Linked DNA regions of Sus scrofa: regions 1, 3 and 4 are each linked to region 2. Evidence: chromatin contacts called from public HiChIP or PLAC-seq and promoter capture Hi-C data. All regions are on one chromosome and are shown on one strand. The core of a region is the stretch at or near the end of the contact, and the rest is flanking DNA. Distances in the headings are between cores, read along the strand shown. Region 1 holds the start of MED15 (mediator of RNA polymerase II transcription subunit 15). Region 2 holds the start of SNAP29 (synaptosomal-associated protein 29). Region 3 holds the start of YPEL1 (protein yippee-like 1). Region 4 holds the start of GSC2 (homeobox protein goosecoid-2).

Region 1 (3,820 bases), core at 468-2,967, 270 kb before region 2:
AAGGCATTTCCATGGTGGCTGGGCAGGTTAAGGACCCAGTGTAGTCTCCATGAGGATTCGGGTTTGATCCCTGGCCTCTCTCTCAATGGGTTAAGGTTTCTGCGTTGCCACAAGCTACATTATAAGTTGCAGAGGTGGCTTGAATCTTGAGTTGCTTTGTCTGTGGCGTAGGCTGGCAGCTGCAGCTCTGATTTGATCCCTGGCCTAGGAACTTCCATATGTCGCAAGTTTGGCCATTAAAAAAAAACAAAATGGAATTCCTGTTATGTCTCAGCAGTAACGAACCCGACTAGGAATCATAAGGATGCGGGTGCAATTCCTGGCCTTGCTCAGTGGGTTAAAGATCCAGCATTGCCATGAGCTGTGATGTAGGTCACAGACACAGCTCAGATCTTTTGTTGCTGTGGCTCTGGTGTAGGCTGGCAGCTACAGCTCCGATTCGACCCCTAGCCTGGGAACCTCCATATGCCACAGGAGCAGCCCAAGAAATGGCAAAAAGACAAAAAAAAAAAAAAAAAGTTTGCAGATATGAACAGCTCTCCTATCAAGGCAAGACCTGAAAACTGAGGGTAACTGTGGAAACTGTTCACACCTTTCTTTTCCAATCTTCCCTACTCCACACCCCCCAACTCCTGCCTGGTGCCCAGGGACACTGGGTGGATACAGCCCCTCCTGGACCTGGCACTTATTAGGCCTTGGTAGGTGCCGGTTCTGTGAGGCCCACCTTGGTGACTGTCTATTTAGCACTTGTGGACCATTTGGGCCCAGGATTATTGTCATCTGCTTTCTTTCCCCAGGGGCACAGACAAGGCTCCATAGGTTCAATCTGGCAGAATTTTTTTTTTTTTTTTTTTTTGGTCTTTTGTGGCAGAATTTTTATCTGCAGGCTCTACCCCTCTCCTCCCTTCCAGCTGACCTCTATCTCCCTTGCCTCCTTCACCCAGCAAGTTTGTGAGCCATCCTCAAGCACTTGGCTGTGTTCTCCATGGACATAGCTGTTGCAACAAAGAGGAAAGCATGTCTAAAAATTAACAATGTGATTTGGGTTCCTCACAACCCCAAACCCTGTATAATATAGTCATTGGTTGGGACATGTGATTCCAAAAGTCTAACAGAGGAGTTCCAGTCATGGCACAGCAGAAATGAATCCGACTAGGAACCATGAGGCTATGGGTTTGATCCCTGGCCTCCCTCAGTAGGTTAAGGATCTGGCATTACTGTGGCTGTGGTGTAGGCTGGCAGCTGTAGCTCCGATTAGACCCCAAGCCTGGGAACCTCCATATAACGCGGGTTCGGCCCTCAAAGACAAAAGACACAAGACACACACCCAAAAAACAAAAAGTCTTAACAGAGAGACCCAGTGGTGGGAGGAGCTCTCGTCGCTCTTGGGATGCGGTGCTGGAAGGCAACCTCCAAGGAGGCAGGGCCCAGGCGGCGAGGGCATCGCAGGGCACATAGTTGGTGCAGATAAATCTCTAATAAAGTCTCCCCACGGTGTTCTCTTGAATAGCTGGCGGCTGCGCCAGGCTTCCGCAAGGGGTGTGGATCCCCCTGACTTGCATGGCCAGCACACAGTAGGGCCACGGGTGATGCTGGTGGTCAGGTGCAGCTCCCATCAGCCTGGGGCCTCCAGGTGAGCGGCGGGGTAGGGCTCCCTGAGGCCTGCGCACTCCATTTCCCACAGGCCCGCGCGCGACTTCATTTCCCACAATTCCCGCTCCGCTTCCGGCGCGGCCGGGACGCCACCGAGGGCTTCCGGGTTTGGACCTGGCGCTGCGGTTGAGGCGGCGGCTGCCGAACCGGGAGCGGGCTGTGGGAAAGTGGTATCGGCATGGACGTTTCGGGGCAGGAGGCCGACTGGCGGAGCGCCGCCTTCCGGCAGAAGCTGGTCAGCCAGATGTAAGTACGGGCCGAGTGGCGGCCTGACCCCCGGGCCTTCCCCTCAGCCCTCCTCACGGCGGGAGCGGGGGTGCGGCCGGACCCTAGGGGTCCCGGGCGCCGGACCGCGGGGGACGCAGGCGCGGCCCTCCCTGTGCCCGCGCCGCTCTCGGCCGCCATGGCCGCCAGTTAGCGTTCCTGCGCCGAACTCTGCCAGTCGCCTAGCCCCAGCTTGTGAGTCATCGCCCTGCGCTTTCTCACTCGTCGTTTGTGTGCTTGGGACTCAGCCTTCCCCCTGCGCCGCGTACGCTGCGGACAGCAGAGGCCGGGGCCGCGGTGGCGTCTTCTGCAGGCCTGGGCGCTTTGCTATTCCCTCTCCAGAGACGCCTTCAGGCGAGGAGGAGGTGGATGAAAGGGGTGGTGGGGACAAGAATCTACGGGTGACACCCCCGCCCCGGGATGGACTTCGCGGGAGGGTGGCAGGAAGAGGCTGTCAGGAAGCGACCTTCGCTCGGAAGGGGGAGTGGAGAGCTGGGACTAGTGCTCCTCCCTGGTCTCCGCTGGTTGCAGGGGCTGCCGTGCGCCCTAGGCTGCACGCGGGTTTCCAGTTCCTCCACACCGGCTGGGCTCGCCTGACTGTTGTGCTCTGTTGCCGGGGATCAGCTTGAGACAACCCCCTGCCCTCGGGGGACGCGCCGTGAAGGCGCAGTTATGGTGCAGTCTTTTTCCTACCGGATGAACAGTTTGCCAGGAGCCGCCTTGGGGAGTAGGCGACAAATAAACTGAGTCCCGGAAAGACAAGTAGGAGTATGAAAGGCCATCGTTGCAAGCTGAGGAGTGGGGAGGGGAGTGTGAGCGCTCACTGCGTGGAGGACGTCGTGCTAGGCTGAGAGTTCTGGGGTTTGAGGAGAGACGATCGTGGAATGAGGGCGGGCAGGTGCTGGCTCGTTAGTGGTAGAGTGTTGTGCTGGGGAGGTGAGCCTGTATTTGGCTTGGGGCCTGCTTGGAGATACTGACCTGCCAGAGTTGGGAAGATCCGCCGAGTCCCTGGAGGTGGATCTAGAACAGAGGAGAGAGTACCAGTTAGGACTTTATGAGAGCTTTGAGCTCTTGGGGTCTGGGGCCCTGTCGTTTCTGACACATCGCTCTATAACATGGTTTGTGGAATGACCTAGTGAGGCAAGAGATTATAAAGGCCTGCATTAGACAGCGGTGGAAACTGAAAAGAGGAAGATGATTTCAGAGAAAGGGGAGAGGGAGCTGAGACAGCCCTGATGACTAACTGAATGGAGAGGGTGGGGTACAGCAGTGTGGAAGGAAGGAAGTATGCCGGGAAGCCCATTGTACAATGCAGGAGTGGGCATTGGAGAGCTAGGCTCCCGGCAGTGCCATGGAATAGTCTGAGATCAATTCTACGGATATTGCGGAATCAGTGAATATTGATTTTTTTGATGCACTGGCATTATCGACAGATGAAATCTTGAGGATTGGCTCACTTCAGGGCTCCTGTAAGAGCAACCCCCAGGACAAAGATTGCTCTTTGGGGAAGCTGGGAATTTAAGGATGGGAGGACTGAGTTGCCACCAAAGGAAATGGGTCTGGTAGGCTAATGTCAGAGGGCTGAGAGGGCCATTGAAGAGGACTGACTGCTATTGAACCACAACAGGGACTCTATGACTAAATGTTTCTTAACGCAGCCTTTTTCTGCCTCTAGGGAAGCAGGTTTCTTTCTTTTTTTTCTCTTTCTTTCTTCCTTCCTTTCTTTTTTTTGCCAGATTGCTGCTTGTGTATTAGTTTTTCTACTGCTGCCAACAAATTGTGTTGCTTAAAACAACATAGATTTATTGTCTGACAATTTCTACAGACCAGAGGTTTAAGTATGCTCAGCTGAGTCTTCTGCTTAGGGTCTTACAGGGCTGAAGTCAAGATGCTGGCAGGGGTA
Region 2 (3,887 bases), core at 1,122-3,621:
ATGCCAAAACCACAACAATGTGGGATCCGAGCTGCATCTGTGACCTACACCACACAGCTCACGGCAATGCTGAATCCTTAACCCACTGAGCAAGGCCAGGGATCGAACCCGCAACCTTATGGTTCCTGGTTGGATTCGTTAACCACTGAGCCACGATGGGAACTCAGAAAACTGTCCTGTTTTGGCACTGCATCAGGGCTGGGTGTCTGGCAAGCAATGACTAAGTTGAGAGGTTAGTTTAGCAGATGACTTGGGTCTGCTGAGACAGAGCTCACCTGCACCCTCCGTGGGGGTTTGGGGGGAATGAAAGAGTGATGAGAGAGATTCAAAGTCAATTTGGAGAGTGGTGGGGGAGAGGGGTGCTGACCATTCCTGCCTCCCAGGGCCTCTGATAATTGAGAACTGATTCAAACCAGGAAAAATTCAATGTGTAATCACATTGATGACAAAGCCTGTCACCAGCCCAGTCATGATCATGCTGTACTTCTCAGAGCAACACCTGGCTTGGCCACACCAAGCCTCACAGCCTGAGGTGCCACTCTGCCTTTGTTCTCACTGGTCCCCATTGCTAGGAGAAAGCCAACTTTGGGAGGCAGCAGGGGGCTTGTTACCACAATCAGTATGAAACAAGTCCATCCTGTTTTTGGTGCTCTTGACCTTCCCTCTGCCCACACCAGGTCCTAAGTTTCTCCTCCAGGCCCTTGCCCTGGAAGGCTTCCAGGCCATCACGTCCCTGCTCAGGAGCCCAGGAGCTGCAGTGTTTGGCCAGTGCCTTTGCATGGATCCTCTTTTCCCTGGGAACACCCTCTCCCTCCTCTTCCTCCTCCTATCTACACCTTAGCCTTAATAGCCAAATTCCAGTGTAACCTCTGCCACCATCTTCTACTGTATATCATTTTGATTTCCTACTTCATTTGTTTTCAGTTGCCAAATATGTCTTTTCAAGCAGTTCTTAGTTGGCTTCCTTGAGCTGGGGATCCTTAAGTGACCCACTCCTCTCAGGGCCCTAAGGCCTCAGGCATTCCTCCCAAATCTAAGTCGATACCTTCCACTGAGACTCGAATATAGGAACCAGTAGACATACGCTAAACTTCCTTGATGAGGCTGAAGACAGGCAGGTATGACAATGAGGGAGCCAGTAACTGGGAGAAGTGGGGAAGGGAAATAAGCCAAGCAAGTGGCTATGGGAGAATGATGCGATATACCTCAAAACTGTAAGTAACCAGGTCAGTAACTTTGCAGAGAAAAGAGTTAATGAAAAGACCCATGGGGTGAGACAAAGCTTTAGCTTCCAGAGCTACAAGTGCTTAAGATGAATCATTCCTAGCTGATATTGCTGTAACATGCTATTAAATTTTTAAAAACTTTAAAAAGGTCCAACTCTGAAATCGTCTATGAATGGAAAGAGGAACTGACAAAGATGAAACGGAGCAACAGATCATCACAGACCACACAGTGTCAGTCTCAGACACCTTCGTTTGTATTGGGAAGGGAAGGGAAGGGCTCCCCACTCTACTGGGCTCTGGCTCACTCAGCAGTCGTCCAGGCGGAGAACTCAACACACCTCAAGGCGAGGTGGAAAAGCCATCAGTTTCGGGGAAGAACTCAAGGCCCATTTCCTCGGATGCTTTCAGACACTAGCAGTCACAGTCCTTGCTAGGTCACTCTGGCAGGATTCAGCCTGGATGCTGCCCAGGAAATCGTGTAAGAGAAACACATTCTCCACTTCCCTAATCGGGTCTGCTATTCAGAACCTTTACTCGCCTAGATAGGCCAGGGCATGGAGATTGCCTGTGTACTAGAAGTAGAAAAAAAAGAAACTAGGCGACTAAGAGTTCAGCGAGGTTGCCGGAAGCAAACCGCCCCTTTCGAGTACTTTAGACTTTTCTTTACCGGGCTGACAGATCGTACCAACCTTCCAGCCGCTAAAGCGCTAGGACCCTTCCCAGCCCACTGGGCGACCCCAATAACACAGGGGACCGCGGACTCACCTCAGAAGAGGCGACTCCTATCCTCTCGGACTCGTACATGAGGGACAGGGACCTTCCCGTGCTGGCGACCGTGGCCTCGGCCCGGCGCAGCACCTCCTGCCGCAGGGCCTGCTGCCGGTCAGCGGGCGACTCGGGCCCGTCCGTGAGGTTGCGGGCATCAGTCCACGGCGCTGGCCGGGCGCCCTCGTCCTCCGCGTCATCATCGAACGGGTTATAGCTTCTGGGGTAGGCCGACATGGCGGCGGTGCTTGGCCCGCGGTGGGCCGGAGGAAGGGGGCGCGGCCGAGGTGAGGGGGGGCACTGGGGGCCGCGGGCTAGCCAAGGCCCCAGAGAAGCGTCGGTTCGCTTGCTGCCAGCACAGCGCGAGTTCTTTCCGCCTGCAGTGCGTAGAGGCCCCGCCTCCGGAGTCGACCATCGGGTCCCGCCACGGGGGGAAACCACGCCTCGCGCGCGGCACAGCGGCCGCCCTGCCCCCAACCCCCGCGGGCAGTGGAGCAGCCCGCGGCCACGCCCCACCGGTGTCAGCGAGGTCACGTGGTGGGGCGGCCGGATGAGGCCGCACCTGCGCTGTGGGCTCTGGCGCTCGCGGGCCGGTTGCGGAAAGCCGGCGGGTGGCGCCGCGGTGCGCGACGATGGCGGCGGCCGCGGCCCGGGGAAGCGGCGGCGGCGGCGCCGGCCCCGGCTCAGCCTCCGGCGCCGGCGCGTCGCGGGGCTTCTATTTCAACACAGTCCTGTCGCTGGCCCGCTCCTTGGCGGTGCAGAGGCCGGCTTCCTTGGAGAAGGTAGTTTGGCGGCCCAGTGCGGGCTGACAGGAGGAGGGGGCCGGGGCGCTGGAGGCGCGGCTGGGGTCTGCAGAGGCCGAGGTGGGCCTCGGCTGCCGGGGGCGCGAGGAGCTCGTGAAGGAGGCCGGTGCGGCAGGGGGCCGGCGGGCGTGTGGCGGGCGGGTGGTTGTGAGCTCCCGGCGGGCTAGGCCGGGGCCGCCTAGTGACACCGCTAGGCGGAGGCGGCGGGGGCCGTGGTCGAACCTGGGGTGGCCCCCGCTCGCCCTGCCTTTTTTTGGTGACTTTGGGCGCTGCCTTCCTCGGGGAAGGGGTGCTTGTAAGCGCTTTGTCCTTGGAGGTGAAGGGCGGTGGGGTAGTGTCGGGGAGCGCTTTCTGAAACGCAGGTCTGCTGCGCACTGTTTTCTTGCGAGATTAGAGGGGTCTTCAGACCGGGGAAGCGGGTGTTTGAAGAAAAAAGAACTCACCCCGGAGCGTTCCTTATCTTGGAGAGGGGGAGAGGCAGCCCCACGGATGCCTGGGATGGGGGGAAACAGCTTTTAGTTTGAGAAGGTACCTGCACTGTCGCTGTATGTCGTCTTGAACAAGTTACTTCAACCCTCGGAGCCTCTGTTTCCTTATCTGTGAAATGAAGTCGTTCTTGAGTTCTAGCATAACATGCCTGACAAAGAGTTGGACAGTAAAGGGCAGCTCCCCCATGCCACGTGTGTGTGATGAGACTCGATGCAATGTGTTAGCATTGAAGGGATGGGATGATTCTGCACAGCCTCCTGGCACATGGAAAGATTGTTGTCTGACAGTTGGGAGTGGCTCTGGTGCCCGGTGAAATCGTTTTAGGCACTTTAGCAGGCTGACCTAGGCCTTCCTTGGCTTTGTAGGTTCTCAAACTTGGAGGGTGAGCAGGGCCTGGAGACTGATGCCTACCTGACTTCTAATCAGAGGGCAAGTGCAATGGAAGGGAAAGAATACTGGTTGTAGAGATAGGATCACCTGAGTTTAAACCCTGTTTTTTGTTTTGTTTTGTTTTTGCTTTTTAGGGCCGCTTGTGCAGCATATGTAGGTTCCCAGGCTAGGGGTGGAATCAGAGCTGTAGCTGTTGGCCTATACCACAGCCACA
Region 3 (3,445 bases), core at 462-2,961, 300 kb after region 2:
GACTAGGAACCATGAGGTTGCGGGTTCGATCCCTGCCCTTGCTCAGTGGGTTAAGGATCCGGCGTTGCCGTGACCTGTGGTGTAGGTTATAGACTTGGCTCGGATCCTGCGTTGCTGTGGCTCTGGCGTAGGCCAGCAGCTATAGCTCCGATTCGACCCCTAGCCTGGGAACCTCACCTCCGCATGCCGCGGGAGCGGCCCAAGAAATAAAAAAACAAACAAAACCAATATTTAAAGTCAGAAAAACTATGGGGACAAAGAATGAATATCTAAATTGATATATCTGAGTTCCCTTTGTGGCTCAGCAGTTAATGAACCTATCATTCATGAGGACATGGGTTTGACCCCTGGCCTTGCTCAGTGAGTTGAGGATCCGGCGTTGCCTTGAGCTGTAGTGTAGGTGTCAGAAGCCGCTCCAATCCCGCGTCGCTGTGGCTGTGGTATAGGCTGGCGGCTACAGATCCGATTGGACCCCTAGCCTGGGAACCTCCATATGCCAGGGGTGTGGCCCTAAAAAAAGACTAAAATAAATTTAAATATCTGATTCACTTTACTGTACACCTGAAACTAATATAGCAATACAGTAAGTCAACTATACTCCAATAAATAAAAAATCAGAGACTATTAATCAGATTGGTAATTAAGATCATTTGCCCAATCAGGCCAGGCCCTGTGCTACAGCTGCGGTAAGACATGGATTCCCCAGGTCCTGGATGAGGGGTTCCCACCGTGGAATAACTCTAGCTCCGTGGGATGCAAGGGGAGGGCGGTGGGTAGGGGGTGCCCAAAGGCTCAGAATTAGCACCCCTCAGACCAAAGCCCACGGCCAGGGCTTGGGGAAGCAGGGAAGGATTACAAAACTCCACACGGGGATGGAGCAGACTCCTGCCACATCTCCTAGAGCAGGGGGGAGGCTGGAGCGTGCGCAGGTGACACACCTGAAACTGATCCCCAGAGGAGGTAAGCTCAGGTAGTTTAGCAGAAAGAGGGACTGGAAGGTAGAAAGAGTACCATTCCTGGTAAAGGAAACAACAGGTTGAGGGGTGTGTTTCGCGGCGAGAAAGGAAGAAAAAATGCAACCGAACAGAAAAAGCTCGGGGGCGGGGACACTGATTCCTCTGAGGCATCGTCCCATCTTCCCTCCCTAGAGCTCCAGCGCCCGCAGGAGGCAGGCCCGGGGGAGGGACCACGGTTTTGGGGAGCTTAGGCTGTGCAAGCTTCGCACCCACAGAGCCCTGGTGGTGCCACAAGTGGTGGACGAAGGCGAGCGTTTCACTTCGGCCTCGACCTTCACGTGGGGAACTCGAAACGCCCCCTTTGCCATGAACTCGCCGGGAGGCCTCTTTTGTCCTCATTTCCCTCCCCAGTCGAGACCTTTTTCTAGAGGGAAAAGCCTATTACCATCGGGCGCGGAGCTCCTTCCATCCCTTCTCCGGGTCAGGGGGAGAGAGAACGGGGGAGACGCTCCCGGTCCCGCCGCCCTCCAACCAGCCCAACGACGCCCGGTGAGCACCCCCGGCCCGCCCTACTCACGGCCGCCCGCCGGTCCGCGCCCCGGCCCGCAGCGCCCATCGGCACGGCCTCGCTCAGCGCGGGCGCGGCTCTCCGGAGGGCCCGGCGCGGCCCGGGACGCGCTGCGGCGGTTGGCGCCTGGGCCGCGCGCGAGACATCCCCGCCGCCGCCGCCCGCGGGCCGCCTGCCCTTTGTTTTGGAGCTGCGGCCCCGCCGCGCCGCCGTTAACGGCCTCGGAGCGCGGCACCGGCCAATCAGCGCCCGGCCCCGCCGCAGCCCAGCCCCGGCCCCGCCCCGGCGCGCCTCCTCCTGTAGCTCGGCCCGCTAGCCCTCTGCAGGGCGGGGCGGGGCGCACGTGCGCCGGGGCGCGCCGCGCTCCCATTGGCCTGCCGGCGGAGCGCGTCCTCGGACCCAGCCTGTGAGGGTCGAGGGGCGCGGGGTGGGGCCTGGTGGGGCGGGCTCAATGAGGAGCTCAGCGCGCCGGCGCGGATTGCCTTGGGTTGGGCGATCCGCCTGCACGGGTCTCGGGCGGTGGGGACTTCGCACCCCGGAAAGGCCCCGGTCACCCGCTTTTCCCGACATTCGTGCGTTGGCCGAGAGGACTGGGAACCTGGGGCGCGAGTGGGGCTTCCTGGCCGGACCCCTTGGCCACCCCATCCCGGAGCGAGTCCTCCGCGTCGCCTGCCCAGACCCCCTCTAGTTCGCTCGGAGCCGCTGGACTTGAGCGCCTCGGATTGCGCACCTGGCCTGACGGGAAGCCCTTGGCCCGGCAGCTCCGTCTGCCCCTTAACCGCACTCCGTCCCCCAGGCCTCCCTGGCGGTCTTCGTGTGGGTCCCAAAGCCTTTCTCCCTAGATTGGTGTTTAAATCACGTCGTCAGCACCACCATCGCGCACCGTCGAGGTCACAGTGTAGATACCATTTTTTACATGGTAGCACCCTTGAAGCTTCTTTCCTTTTTAGGATACAATGTATCTGCACGGCTCTCGGTGGCTTGGGTGAGCTCTGATTCACTGTTAGAGAGCGGCTATGTTTCCACAAGCCCGCCGCACAGGGTCTTGAAGCTGGTTCCTCAAAGGAGTGTCAGCATCTCTTCATTAACTATTAAGCCTTTCAGGTCTCCTTCAATTTCCAACTGAGTTTCTTTTTTCTTCTGAATTTCAGAATTCCTTAGATTGTTTTAAATATTAACTTTTAGTTGATTTTTTTTTTTTTTTTTTTTTTTTTTGCCTTTTCTAGGACCGCTTCCCGCGGCATATGGAGGATCCCAGGCTAGGGGTCCAATTGGAGCTGTAGCTGCCGGCCACAGCCACAGCCACAGCAACGCGGGATCCGAGCTGCGTCTGCGACCTACACCAGAGCTCACCGCAACGCCGGATCCTTCACCCACTGAGCAAGGCCAGGAATCGAATCCGCAACCTCATGGTTCCTAGTTGGATTCGTTAACCACTGTGCCACGACAAGAACTCTTTTTTCTTTTCTTTCTTTTTTTTTTTTAAGGGCAGCACCCACGGCATATGAAGGTTCCCAGGCAAGGGGTCTAATCAGAGCTACAGCTGCCGGCCTACACCACCACAGCAATGCCAGATCATTAACCCACTGAGCGAGGCCAGGGATGGAACCCACAACCTCATGGTTCCTAGTCGGATTCCTTTCCGCTGCACCACGACAGGAACTCCTTAACATTTAGTTGGTTTTCCATTGCAAATATATTTTCTCAGCCACTCCTTTCTTGAAAAAAGAAATCCTCGTTTTGATGTGAGCCATAGTTTATATAATTTTGTATCCTGCTTTTTTCTGTTTTTGCAGATATTTTTTTTCCCAAGATGTGCAGAAGTTCCCTGGCCAGGGATTGAAATGGCACCACTGCAGTGATCAGAGCCACAGCAGTGACAGTGCCAGATCTTTAACCTACTGAGCCATCAGGGAACTCC
Region 4 (3,453 bases), core at 898-3,397, 470 kb before region 2:
CTGTAGGACCTGGCCTCAGAAATCACAGTGCCACTTCTGCTGCCTCCTAGTGGTTAGAATTAAGTCACTATGCCAGCCCACATTCATGGCCTGAAAATTCATGAAATTTCAAATTTCACCTCTTGAAAGGCGGTGTGTCAAGGGATTTGCTGACCTGTTGAAACACATCATGGTGGGTCACTTACCAAGGTGGATGGGAGGAGAGATGGGTTGTATGTAGAGGCAGACAGGTGAAGAGATGGTGCATCTATCAAAGTGGGTAAGTGACAGGGGACCCTTTTACCAAGGTTGAGAATACCAGGCTAAGGAATGGATTTTTAGAAGGTCTTGAGTCTGTTCTGGGCATGGTGACTGGGAGATGTACTTTGGTGACTGAAATGGAGACAGGGAGCCAGTGCTTAGGGAGATGCCAGCCTGGAACAGAGAAATCAGTCAGCCTGGAGGTAACAACTAGGGAGTCCTTGTCACAGAGATGGTACCTGAAGCTTCAAGATTGTAGGAGGTCACCAAGGGTGAGAAAGGGGAGGGATAAAGGAACAGCCAGGGCCCAGCCTTCGTGACCACTGACCCTGTTGTCCCCATCTCTAAGTGAGTAGTCAACCCCCGGCCACTTCTCTGACCTAACAGCAAGCATGCAATTCTGTGAGGAAGTTGGCTGTGAGAGGGAAGAGACGGGAGGTCTGGGGCAGTGGCAGCCATCTTTTGACCATGAGGTGGGCCATTCAAAGAGGAAATGGCTCCTTCACTGAGCTTCCAGATCAAGCCCTGGGCACCATATGTCAGGCCTCTTTGACAACTGAGTCAGCAGGTTCTGTCGCTTGAAGTCCAAAGTGTCCTCACCGACACCAGAGTGGAGTCAGCAAGAGCCCCTCAGGAAGGGGATGTGAAGTGGAAGAAAAGCATATGTTGTCCCCCAAGGGCATTCATGGAGACCCCTGACCAGAGGGGTTCTAACCTTTCACCCACAGAGCATCTGAGAGTTATGTCGCCATTATTATACCAGTGTATAGACTGGGAAACCCCAGCACAAGGGAGGGAAGGAACCTATCCCACAGCTAGGAAATGACAGCTGGAGTGCAAACCAGGCTGCCTGCTGTTATGTCCTGTGAGCCAGAGTAACCTTTCAGAGGTCCAGAGAAGGCCTTACACACAAGCCCTGGCTGGCTGTACAAAGCTGCTTAGTTGAGGATGAAACAGTCTTCCTAGGAGTTCCCGTACTGGAGCAGTGAAACAAATCCAACTGGAAACCATGAGGTTGTGGTTTGATCCCTGGCCTCACTCAGTTACAGATCCAGCATTGCTGTGAGCTGTGGTGTTGGTCGAAGGCGAGGCTTGGATCCTGCATTGCTGTGGCACTGTAGCTCTGATTGGGTTCCCAGCCTGGGAACCTCTGTATGCCTCCGGTGCAGCACTAAAAAGCAAAAAAACAAAAAAAGAAAGAAGGAAAGAAAAAGAAAAGAAAAGAAAAAAACAGTCTTCCTAGAATTTGGCAAAGTGTAGGTCACCAGCATTGTTGGGCAGAATGCCCTGGAGAGATGGTGGACGGAGCCAGACTGGCCCCTGCTGAGCAGTGGGGGTGTGGACGACAGGACAGCTCCTGAGAAGTGTGACTACACTGAGGGTGGGCAGGGGTGTTAAAGGTTTTGAGGGGATGCTGGGACATACAGGAAAGGAAAGGAGAAGTGGCTTCAGAGCACATAAGTGGGGCCTTGGATGGAGTTGGGAAGATTCCCTGATCCAAGAAAAGGGCCCCGGAGCAATGGGGTTGCGGGTTTTGCGCGGGGATGTCTGACGCCCGCGCGGGTTTCCTGCCTGAGGATGAGGCCGGGGCTCTTAATTGGTGGGGGTGGGGGCGGAGATTGGGGCCAAAGTGTGGTGCGAGCACGGCGTTGCGGATGGTATTGGGCCCCACCTGAGGCTGGAGCTCAGAAGTTTGAGGACCAGGAGACTGTGCAGTTTGTCAGGTTTCTCCAGACTTGTTCGCCGCCCAGGTAAGGCCCCGAAGGGGACGAGGAGTCAGCCCTGGCCGCGGTGGCTATGGGACAGGGGACACGGGCTGGGCCGGTGGGTCAGCCGCGCCCTAGGGCTGCAGCGCTCCCGGCGTCCTCTAGGCGCCGCCCTAGCCTCAGGGCTAGACCGCAGGAGGGTGGGCATTGGAGGCAGCCCCGCGCTCCGCCAGCCCCACGGGTCAGGGGCACGGATGCGGGGCGCAGGGCCCCCGCAGCCCCTCCCGCCTCCGCCGCGGCCGCCGGGGATTAGCGCGCTGCTGGCGGTGAGGCGGGATTAGCCCGCGTGGACCCGGCGCCCGGCCCGGGGATTACCGCGCGCCCCCCCGACGGATATATTCCCGCGGCGGCGGCGGCGGTGGCCAACAGGCGGCATGACGGCGGCCGGGGGCGCGTCGGGCCGCAGGGGCTCCGGGAGGCTCTGCCCCTTCTCCATTGAGCATATCCTCTCCGGCCTCCCCGAGCGGAGCCCTCCGGCCCGGGCCGCCCCTCCGCCGCTGGCCGCCGGCCGCCAAAGCCCCGCGGAGCCCGGGGCGCCCGGGACGCCTGAGGCAGCTCCCTGTGCCTGCTGCTGCTGCTGCGGCCCCCGCGCCGCGCCCCAACGGGCCCCGGAGCCGGCCTCGGGGCTGGGTGAGTGGGCGGAGGGCGCGGGCCCGGGGGTACCCAGCGCGGCGCGGTGGGATTGGAGCCCGGCGCCTGCCCCGCGCCTCAACGCGCCCTCGCCCCGCAGGCGCGCGGCTGCCTTGGCCGGTGAGGCTAGGACCCACGGCGCCCTTGCCCTTGGCCTCGTCTACCGAAGGCTCTGGGGCGCTGCCGGGCGCTGGCAGCCCCGGGCCGCAGCGACGCACGAGGCGCCACCGCACCATCTTCAGCGAGGAGCAGCTGCAGGCGCTGGAGGCGCTCTTCGTGCAGAACCAGTACCCCGACGTGGGCACGCGGGAGCGGCTGGCCGGCCGCATCCGCCTGCGCGAGGAGCGTGTAGAGGTGTGTGTCCGCGACTCGGGGCCCGAAGTGCGGAGGCCCCGGGAGCGAGGGAGCGCCAGGCGGGTCCGGGACGAGAGGCGGGCAGGAACTGGCTCTTGCGGAAGGGCAGGAGCCGGAGCGGAGATAAGGCTGGTTTCTTTTCCTTAGTTTTAAACTCCCCTCCCCGGCACCACCCATGACTATCGAGGAGAGCATGCATGTTTCGGAATTTGGGAAGCTCGGGAGAGCGCGCAGCAGCAGGGGGTGGGAAGGGGAGGGCAAGTATGCTGGTCCGAGTGGGGAAGCTGCTACAGCCCCGATGCCCAAGTTGCTACCGGCATCTGCAGCAGGTGAGAGAGCAGGGCGCAGCCGCTGAGCGGTCCTGGCTCCGCAGTCTTCGTCCGCACACACCTGCATCCCGAGGCCCTGGCGGGTCCACTTTGGAAGCTGCGTGGGACGCAGATCCCCAGGCTGGGCGTGCCTG

Evidence for each region. Promoter capture Hi-C pulls out the DNA fragments that hold promoters and counts their contacts. HiChIP or PLAC-seq counts read pairs in DNA pulled down with a chosen protein or histone mark.
Region 1: an H3K27ac HiChIP or PLAC-seq map of alveolar macrophages shows a contact between it and region 2. The contact joins the promoter of MED15 here to the promoter of SNAP29 in region 2. A contact is called at or near these places in 1 of 5 promoter capture datasets (liver) and 1 of 2 datasets of contacts at active chromatin or transcription factors (alveolar macrophages).
Region 3: a contact with region 2 is called in an H3K27ac HiChIP or PLAC-seq map of skeletal muscle, with 2.6 times the contacts expected there. The contact joins the promoter of YPEL1 here to the promoter of SNAP29 in region 2. A contact is called at or near these places in 1 of 5 promoter capture datasets (liver) and 1 of 2 datasets of contacts at active chromatin or transcription factors (skeletal muscle).
Region 4: a promoter capture Hi-C map of liver shows a contact between it and region 2, with 2.4 times the contacts expected there. The contact joins the promoter of GSC2 here to the promoter of SNAP29 in region 2. A contact is called at or near these places in 1 of 5 promoter capture datasets (liver) and 1 of 2 datasets of contacts at active chromatin or transcription factors (alveolar macrophages).

What each region holds. Positions count from the first base shown.
Region 1 is chr14:50,757,207-50,761,026 of Sscrofa11.1, reverse strand. It overlaps MED15 (mediator of RNA polymerase II transcription subunit 15), which reads left to right and starts at 1,717. Exons shown (of 17, transcript XM_021073412.1): 1 at 1,717-1,899. The coding sequence starts at 1,832.
Region 2 is chr14:50,490,671-50,494,557 of Sscrofa11.1, reverse strand. It overlaps SNAP29 (synaptosomal-associated protein 29), which reads right to left and starts at 2,371. Exons shown (of 5, transcript XM_003132993.4): 1 at 1,992-2,371. The coding sequence starts at 2,228. It overlaps PI4KA (phosphatidylinositol 4-kinase alpha), which reads left to right and starts at 2,575. Exons shown (of 55, transcript XM_001929569.6): 1 at 2,575-2,773. The coding sequence starts at 2,624.
Region 3 is chr14:50,188,907-50,192,351 of Sscrofa11.1, reverse strand. It overlaps YPEL1 (protein yippee-like 1), which reads right to left and starts at 1,711. Exons shown (of 5, transcript XM_003132989.4): 1 at 1,534-1,711.
Region 4 is chr14:50,959,118-50,962,570 of Sscrofa11.1, reverse strand. It overlaps GSC2 (homeobox protein goosecoid-2), which reads left to right and starts at 2,147. Exons shown (of 3, transcript XM_001927426.5): 1 at 2,147-2,636; 2 at 2,737-2,990. The coding sequence starts at 2,381.